2 separate regions of the Gossypium hirsutum genome follow, and region 1 is linked to region 2. A link is a contact called in public Hi-C data. All regions are on one chromosome and are shown on one strand. Each heading gives the region's core, a stretch centred on a gene start, on an enhancer-like site or on the middle of the called end of the contact. The rest is flanking DNA. Distances are from core to core; before and after follow the strand shown. Region 1 overlaps LOC107954644 (transcription factor PIF1). Region 2 holds the start of LOC107954647 (CLIP-associated protein).

Region 1 (4,163 bases), core at 1,435-3,934, 230 kb before region 2:
TTTCAAATACTGGTATGAATGTATACAAATATGATACAGGGTGAAAAAATACATGTGTGCCGACCGTCTAATCTCTAGCACCTCAAAAAATATTTTTTTTAACCCCTGACATAATCATCAGGCAATGATTGTGTCAGAAAAATACTGGTACCGGCCATTTAGTCCCCTTACCTAATTTTACTACTCATTTCAGATTATTTGAGTGATTACTTTTAAACCAGAATCATTTATATAAATAATTGTTTTTTGAATCATTTGGGTAAAATAACCTCATTGTTAATTTTAATATTACCATAGCTAATTTCACCACCTATTAAATAAATCCTCTCATTTTATTTTTTCATGTAACTTTCACAATTTTAAATAGCAAACTTGTAAGGATTAGATTTTAGTTACTTTACTTAGCTTTTTTCCATTCTAGATATGTTGTAACATGTATAAGTACATAGCTTATGCTGCAGATTGGAGAGATTCGGGCTCTTGTAAGGCATGGAAAATTTGGGAACATATTAAGCATAAGCAAGAAAAGGTGCCTCGGAATAGAATTATCTGAGGATATTCCTAGATAATCCTTCATTTCCTAGTTAGCTGTGAAGAACAAGTTGGCCACTAAGAGTAGATGATTTAGTTGGGGATGTCAGGTTGATCCTGTATGCATTCTTTGTGGGTGTCATGATGAATCAAGAGATCATCTGTTTGGTGATTGTGTTTTTCCTAAATTGTTATGGGAGAAGGTTTTATATGCTTGTAATTTGCAGGTAATGTATACTTTATGGCTTTACCAGTTTGGAAAAGAGAAATCGATGGTCACTATTCTTCTTAGACTGTCGTGGTGTGCCTCCATGAAGGGAGGTGGAGGGTCTTTATGTGTTGATTAAAGGCTCTATTGATGCTAGGCTTTCTAGGAAATTTGCCTCTTCTACGTGAAGTTTGAACATTAGACTTGCTTAATTCTTTTGTAAAGTTTACAGTTAGAAGAGTGTTCCTATAGTCTTTTTCTTGTAGCTTTTGGATGAATAAAAAGCACATTTATCAAAGAAATACGCATTCACACAATCCTTTCTTCCTTATTCTTAATTTCATTTCAATGTTGTTTGTTTCATATCTTTTAGCTGGCTAACCCAGGATTTCAGGAAGTTGATGACCCAAGTTAAACGCTTCAAATATTTTGCAAATGCAGGCTACATAGCTCAAATACCTCTAGTAAAAAGGTCCTTACGGTCATGAGAAGTGGAGGCAAATGCTTGACTGTTTTTTTCTCCTCATTATAGTTTAAACTAGCAACTTATTGATATTTTTCAGCAGCATAGAATCTCCAACTGCATTGAATTGCATAAGAAGAACATATTCGCGGGAGAAATGCTGAAACCTAATAGCGCTAGAGTTTAAACTTTAAATAGTGTAAACTATTTTTTAGTATGTAGTTAAATAATTACATACTAAAACTAATTAAAATTTGATTAGTTTTTGTGTCATAGGATTAGAAATTTTATCTCATAATTCATGTAACTTTAAGTGATTTTGTTGAAAATTCTCGATAGAAATTTTCTTCAAACACCATAAATAAAGTGGAAGCAATTTAAAATAAAAAAGAAATGAAAGAACATAAAATGCCACGTACATAAAGTGTGTAAATATTTTTAATAGTATTAAATTACTATGAAGGATTACATGGAAGTTCTCTATTTATAATTGAGCAAGATTAGAGTCTATCTACAACTGACATTTAAATTCTATATATCTTTATCATTAGGGCTTACACTAATTACCCTAATAACTCTAATTTTAGTGGAGTGTTTCACTGGGTCATTAAGGTTTCAAGTAGATAAATTTTTTTTATATCTTTCACAGTCGAGTCAGTTCAAATGGATCAAAAAAGCTACATTTAATTAGTTGACGTCCATAGGACACTCTTTACGTACTCAAGATGAGCTTTGATCCGTGACCCGTTACACTTGTACTTAGATAATATTAGTATACACTTAATTTTTTTTTGCAATTATCCAAAATTTTATAATGGAAGTTGTGTGCATGAAGATTTTTGGGCCTTAAATCTACCAAACAGCTTATTCCGGCCGTGAAACTTTCAAGGATGAACATCTTCAATAACTCATCTACCAAACAGTTCTTCGCTGACTACAATGATGTCGATATGGTTATGTCCAAGTTGTGATTGCATGGAGGAGGAAAGGAAATCATGCTGCCGTCTGGGAACCTGAAAATGGAGACGGCAGCGTATTGATTGGCTAAACCCTTATATCCTCTTCCTCGAGTTTTGCAATAGCATTTTGCTTGGTATAGCCTTTCCCAGTTCCCATCCATTCCTTTTATCTTCCAACCAACAAGCTGTCAAATGGTAGTAGAGAATAAGAAAGAAGAGTTGAGAGGGGATGGTTGACTATTTTATGCCTTGGTTTGTCTCATGCAGTTTTGAAGAGAATGTGAAAACTTGTTGTCATTGTGATAATAAGAACAGAAGGAAAGCCAATCATCTCATCCATTAGGTGATCTGAATGTGTACCCCTTTTTGTTCTTTGTATCCCAAATGAGAGGTCGTTCTCATAGTTTTAAAGACACCATGTTATTATTATTAAGGCGTCGTGAGGACAATCTTGCCCCAGCATTGCTGTTCCCACATATTGTTGTCAACCTACATTAATTTCAGCATATATTATCAATAAAGGGTCCTTCTCATACCTATATCATTGGCATTTCTTGGTTGGCCTGCCTTTTGGATTAGGAATCATTGGACCATAGCTTAATAAGCACTCAGAAAAAGATAAAAAGAAAAAGAAAAAAGAAAAGGGAACAGCGACTATTTCTCTTATGCACTCTTTTTAAGGTTGAGAGAAGATGAATTTTGGCTCATAAAAAAGGCAAAGTGAAAAAGTGGCCATTCGCTCCTCTGCACCTTTTTCAGGTTCAGAAGAGAACCAATCTACAAGTTGAAACCTCTTTTCATACCTCTGCTTAATATCCCCCTTGTCCTGCTTAAAACTTTTACCCTCAGTATTGAAAATTGACCTCAATAAGTTGGTTGATTAAGACAATTTTCGACACCACATCTATATTGATCAAGATTCCAATATTAATATTTGCAATCTTGTTTATACTCAAAGATAATAATAACTTAAGAACCACTTGGGCGGGTTTGTGAGCAAACCAGAGTCATCCAATCAAAAGCCAAGGGTGACTTTTTCTTTTGTTGCTACATTCTGCTGTCTAAGCCTCTTTCTTATTCTGAACAAACAGAAAATCAAACTGTTTTAACCAAATATTCCTATGGTGGAGTAATAATTACATTCTAGCTGTGTTACAACATTTAGCTAGTATTTTTTTTTTTAAGTTGGTCTCAGACAAGAAGGTTCTCTTACACTAACAAAACTTTTTAGAAAAGGTAAGAACCTTTCCCTGAGTGATCCCAAACAGAATTGTCAACCTGTAATGCACAGGAGCTCTTTCTTCAATGTTTTCATGTTATGGAAGTCCAAAGGAATACACAAGCAAGCAGCACTTGCGACCAGGATTCAGATAATAGAATCTGCTTGCAGCCTGAGAGTAGTTGATGCTGGCCGGCCACCACTTGTAAATCCTTTTAGTGCTATCTTGTCATGTCACCTTCATGTTGTCATCCAATAAAAAGTACATTAGAAATCATCCATCATTAAACAGTAAGTGAACTTTTAATTAATGGCTAATAAATATATGTCTCACTCATCATTCGAGCTGACATGATTTTAGTGGAAACCAGGTTAATTTCACCACAATGGCTCAAGTCTGTAAATGCTATATATGTAGATCCTAATTATAGAAATGATTAGAGGGCGACATGGCATGTACTATCTTCTTATTTCTCATGTGTATACTTTTGTCAACAACCATCTTCTAATAATGGTGAAGCAGACAACAATGGACCTACCTGATGGGTGATTTTCAAGATTATCAGCTCCCTTACTGGTACTGGGTTTACTAGAACTTGGCTGGGCCATCGCTTGATTCTGTAAGAGGCGAAATTAATTAGTAATCAGTACTTCACATGATAGATGTGAAGCCATAATTTTGAGAATGACATGCTAAACACTACCAGTGGAGGGGATAATTGCATCGGGTGAAGACCAATATTATACTGCTGATAAGGATCAGCAAAGTTTGGGACACAAGGC
Region 2 (3,719 bases), core at 727-3,226:
TATAAAAATAAAACCATAAACCACCGGGCATTGAAAAGAAATTTAAAAAATAAAAATTGCAATGGACAAATTCTTGAGGTTGTCCACTCCCTCATTGTATCACTAATCTTACTTGAAAATGCATATGGATTAAGGAAGTTACTACTTTCCACAACATAAAACAGAAAAGAAAAGGAATACTTAGATACAAAAGCAAATAACATTTATGAAGACTTCAAAAATACAGTGTACTTTTATAGAGAACAAAATGCTGCATGATTTTACTAAATTGGAGATGGGTTTCAGTAATTTTGTTAACTTCCAATCTATTATGGTTTCATTTCTACCATTTTCTCTTTCTTTTTTGACCAACCTTTAGCAAGCAAAAAGCAAGTGAAAGAAACGACCACATAATGGGATCCAAGAAAAGTGAAAAAGCTTTTGACAACTTGTATTCTTACTAAATTGTCCATAGCCATTATGACAATGCAGGTTCTTAAGTCTTGCTTTAGAGTGAGAACTAGAAAAGAAAATCTTAAAAGCTAATGCTTTAGTTCTTCACAGCAGACTTTTTAAACCACACTAAACATAAACGTATCTTTTGAGAGTAGAAGAGTATCAAGCATCTGCTTTTCAATAACATATGATAGCCATAGAGGTAATTGCATGAGGAACCCTAATTCACGAACTTGCTTTCTTAGTAGTATTAATAAAAAATTAAAATGGAATGAATGACTAATCCCACAAGAAACATGGAAGCCATCCCGAGGTAATTAAGGATGGTAATTATTCAATTGCATAAAAGCATTCACTAATGACTTCTACAAAGCTAAGGTAACTTTAGAAAGCAATAAAATAAGGAATGAGTTAGGTTTCCATTTACCAAGAATTGCGAAGACAAAAATGATAACGAATTATTTTAAGGTAAAACAATTCGGAAGCCCTTGACTCATTCAAAGCTAAGAAAAACCGTATTTCCTATCTCCATGAATAAAAAACATTCTGGTACGGTAAAGTTCCACAAAGCGGAGGGACAAAAGTCTTCCATGGATTGATATGCATGAAAGTCAGTTATAAGAAGGAAAAGGAATTATACTAGCAGTAGACAATCAATAACATAAAAGGAAATAGATAGCAACTCTACCTCCATGAGAGTGAGAAGTAGGCGTCTCGCAGCGTCTCTGACGGTTTGCTTAGCGTCACCTAACCGTTCAACAACCGCGGGAACAAGCGCGTTGAAGTGCAACTTCAAGTGATCACCAGAGAGGACGGCGGCAGAAGCAAGTGCCTGGAGAGCGCCCTGGGAGACTCTGAAGTTGTTGTCGTTGAGGAGATCCATGCAGCAATCCACGAGCGAAGTAACCTCCGAATAAGTCAGACTCTTTCTGGAACCTTCGAGGAGGTGGTAGAGACGTTCCACAGCCGCCATTCGCTCCTTGGTGTCTTTGGCGCGTGCCAGCTCCAGTGCCTCCTCCATCTGGATCCCGATCCTGTCCTCAGATCTAAATTTCTCAACCAATTCCAGTAATTTGGAAAAAAAACAATAAAAATGAAAATTGAGGAAATGTGTTTGGCAGAGAGGAAAGAAATTCAATTAAAGGCAAGGAAAATGATTGTTATTGGTAAAGAGATACTTAGCGAAGAAGTTGCGCTTATTTTCTTTCTTATTAATTTTTCTTTTCTTTTCTTTCCTCAAAAAGAAATTATCATTACGGATGAAAGGAGTAGAGATGGTAAAGTGGACTGAGATTGACGGAGAAGATGATGAAAGTGTGTGGTTCAGGTAATTAAGGAAACTGCCCATCCCTTTTGTATTATTTTACGAGTTTTTGCCATTCTTTTTTTTGTTTTCGCGCGAGACTGCGATGTGCTCTTTTTTTAGTTTTTTTTTGTTCAGTTGTAACCGTCGTAAGGATAACACAGGGATGATCGGATACTTCAGATTTGGAATTTACTAGTCCAGCTATTTTTTGGTTTAAAATTTCTAGTTATTCTTTTATTTCAAACAACTTACTTTCCCTATTTTTTTTATTACATTAACTATCGAGTAATTATTTTTTATTTTAAAATGTTTCATTAATAAATTTAACAGAAAATTTTCAACAGAATTAACAATTAAACAAAAGCAAAAAGAATAAAATGCATACATAACATATATATATAATGAATTACCTACCAATACATCCGATAAAACTCAAATTTAAGGGATGATTTACCCATATATGCTACAAAAAAGAAATTTGACCATTTATACTAATTTTTTTAATTTACCGATATATATTATTTTTAGAGAGAGAAAAAAATGTGTCTAACAGGCACGTTTCACTTTGTGAAAATAATTGTCGCAATTCATTGAATTGTTGTGGTGAATGAGGTTTTTTCTCAAAAACAGCGGAATCAATCCGTTGGTGTTTGGAGTCGGGAGTTGAATCCCCAAGAAGAACATCATCGACAATCACGACAGTGGATGAAGGAACGGCAAGAGGAATGGCAGGAATTGAGGTGGAGGGTACGATGGTCACAATTGATTGAGGTAGCAAAGAGGGGGAATTATAATCTTCTTCCTCTTCTTCTTCTAACAACTCCTTATCCTCTTCGTCGTTATTATTGAGCACATCGTTGTTGATGTGTTTTCACAATAGAAAAAGGGAAACGTGTTGTAGGACACATTTTCCTTTCTCTCTCCAAACATAATATATATTGGTAAATTAAAAAAAGAACATAAATTATCAAATTTTATTTTTATTCAGCATACATGGATAAATCAACCCAAATTTAAGTACTTAAAAATTTAAAATTTTCATATATTTTAAAAAAAATCGTTTTTAATAAATTTTGAAAGACAATTTTTCATGTTTTTTTTTCCAATCACCATGTAATAGGTGTCCCAAAATCTACTATTATAATTGTGAAATGGAATCATATTGAGCAACAACCCCTTCCTCACTTCGTCCTTATTAAATACTGTCGAAACTTCTTTTTTTCAAATCGACTTTTTTATTTTTTTTTAAAAACGAAAATGGAGTCGCCACCAATCCTTTTTTTGAGGTGTGATCGGATCACCTTACAATTTGATCGTTTTAATAAAAAGTTTGATTTACTAAAATAATAATTTTGGTCTACCAAATCCCGGAAATGGGTTCGGGAGTATGTTACGCACGAGGAAGGATTAGCACCCTCGTAACACCCGAAATTGATACTTAATTGATTAATTGATGTCTTAGTGTGGAGAATTAGAAATTTGAAAAGAGTTCCATTTTTGTATTAAGGCACTACCTAACTAAAGTAATTTTCACGAAAAGGGCTTATCTCAAGTTAATCGAGAAAAAGGATCATGTCGCGTAAGTTAGGACACAATGTCTTAAGTCCTTGGAAACGAGAATAAACGTCAATTGATCGTTACTTAAATCTCATTTTTATTTATTTTAAAGTAAATATTCAACTATCTCGGTTTTAGAAAGAAGTCATATTCCATAAGTTAGAAACACAACATTTCTAATTTCAAAATAATGAACATTACCTTGATTTAAAAAAATTATTTTTTATGCATCGTACGAAGACGAACGTAACATTTAAAGTAATGTGCATTTAACTTGTTTGGGCATAGTACAAAAACCAATAATTATATTTAAACATAATGTATGATATAGTAATAATGAAATAATGTAAAATGGCTATATAAGTAAAATATTAGAATAATATATAATAAGTAAATAAGGAATACTATAGTAATACTAATG

The links. Hi-C and Micro-C count contacts between places; a contact is called where the count stands out from the background.
Region 1: a Hi-C map of leaf shows a contact between it and region 2, with 2.8 times the contacts expected there. The contact joins the enhancer-like site here to the promoter of LOC107954647 in region 2. A contact is called at or near these places in 2 of 34 Hi-C or Micro-C datasets (both in leaf).

What each region holds. Positions count from the first base shown.
Region 1 is chrD07:29,513,637-29,517,799 of Gossypium_hirsutum_v2.1, reverse strand. It overlaps LOC107954644 (transcription factor PIF1), which reads right to left. Exons shown (of 9, transcript XM_041096493.1): 7 at 4,085-4,163; 8 at 3,920-3,998; 9 at 3,220-3,618. The coding sequence ends at 3,602. Among protein-coding and RNA genes, the nearest start is that of LOC107954644, 6.3 kb to the right of the region's middle. Within about 2 kb of position 2,684, at least 3 of the 9 cell types and tissues checked have an H3K27ac peak or open chromatin away from gene starts, as enhancers often do. A contact at or near this core is called in leaf, where this site is marked.
Region 2 is chrD07:29,283,765-29,287,483 of Gossypium_hirsutum_v2.1, reverse strand. LOC107954647 (CLIP-associated protein) reads right to left here and starts at 1,976. Exons shown (of 22, transcript XM_016890262.2): 1 at 1,124-1,976. The coding sequence starts at 1,456.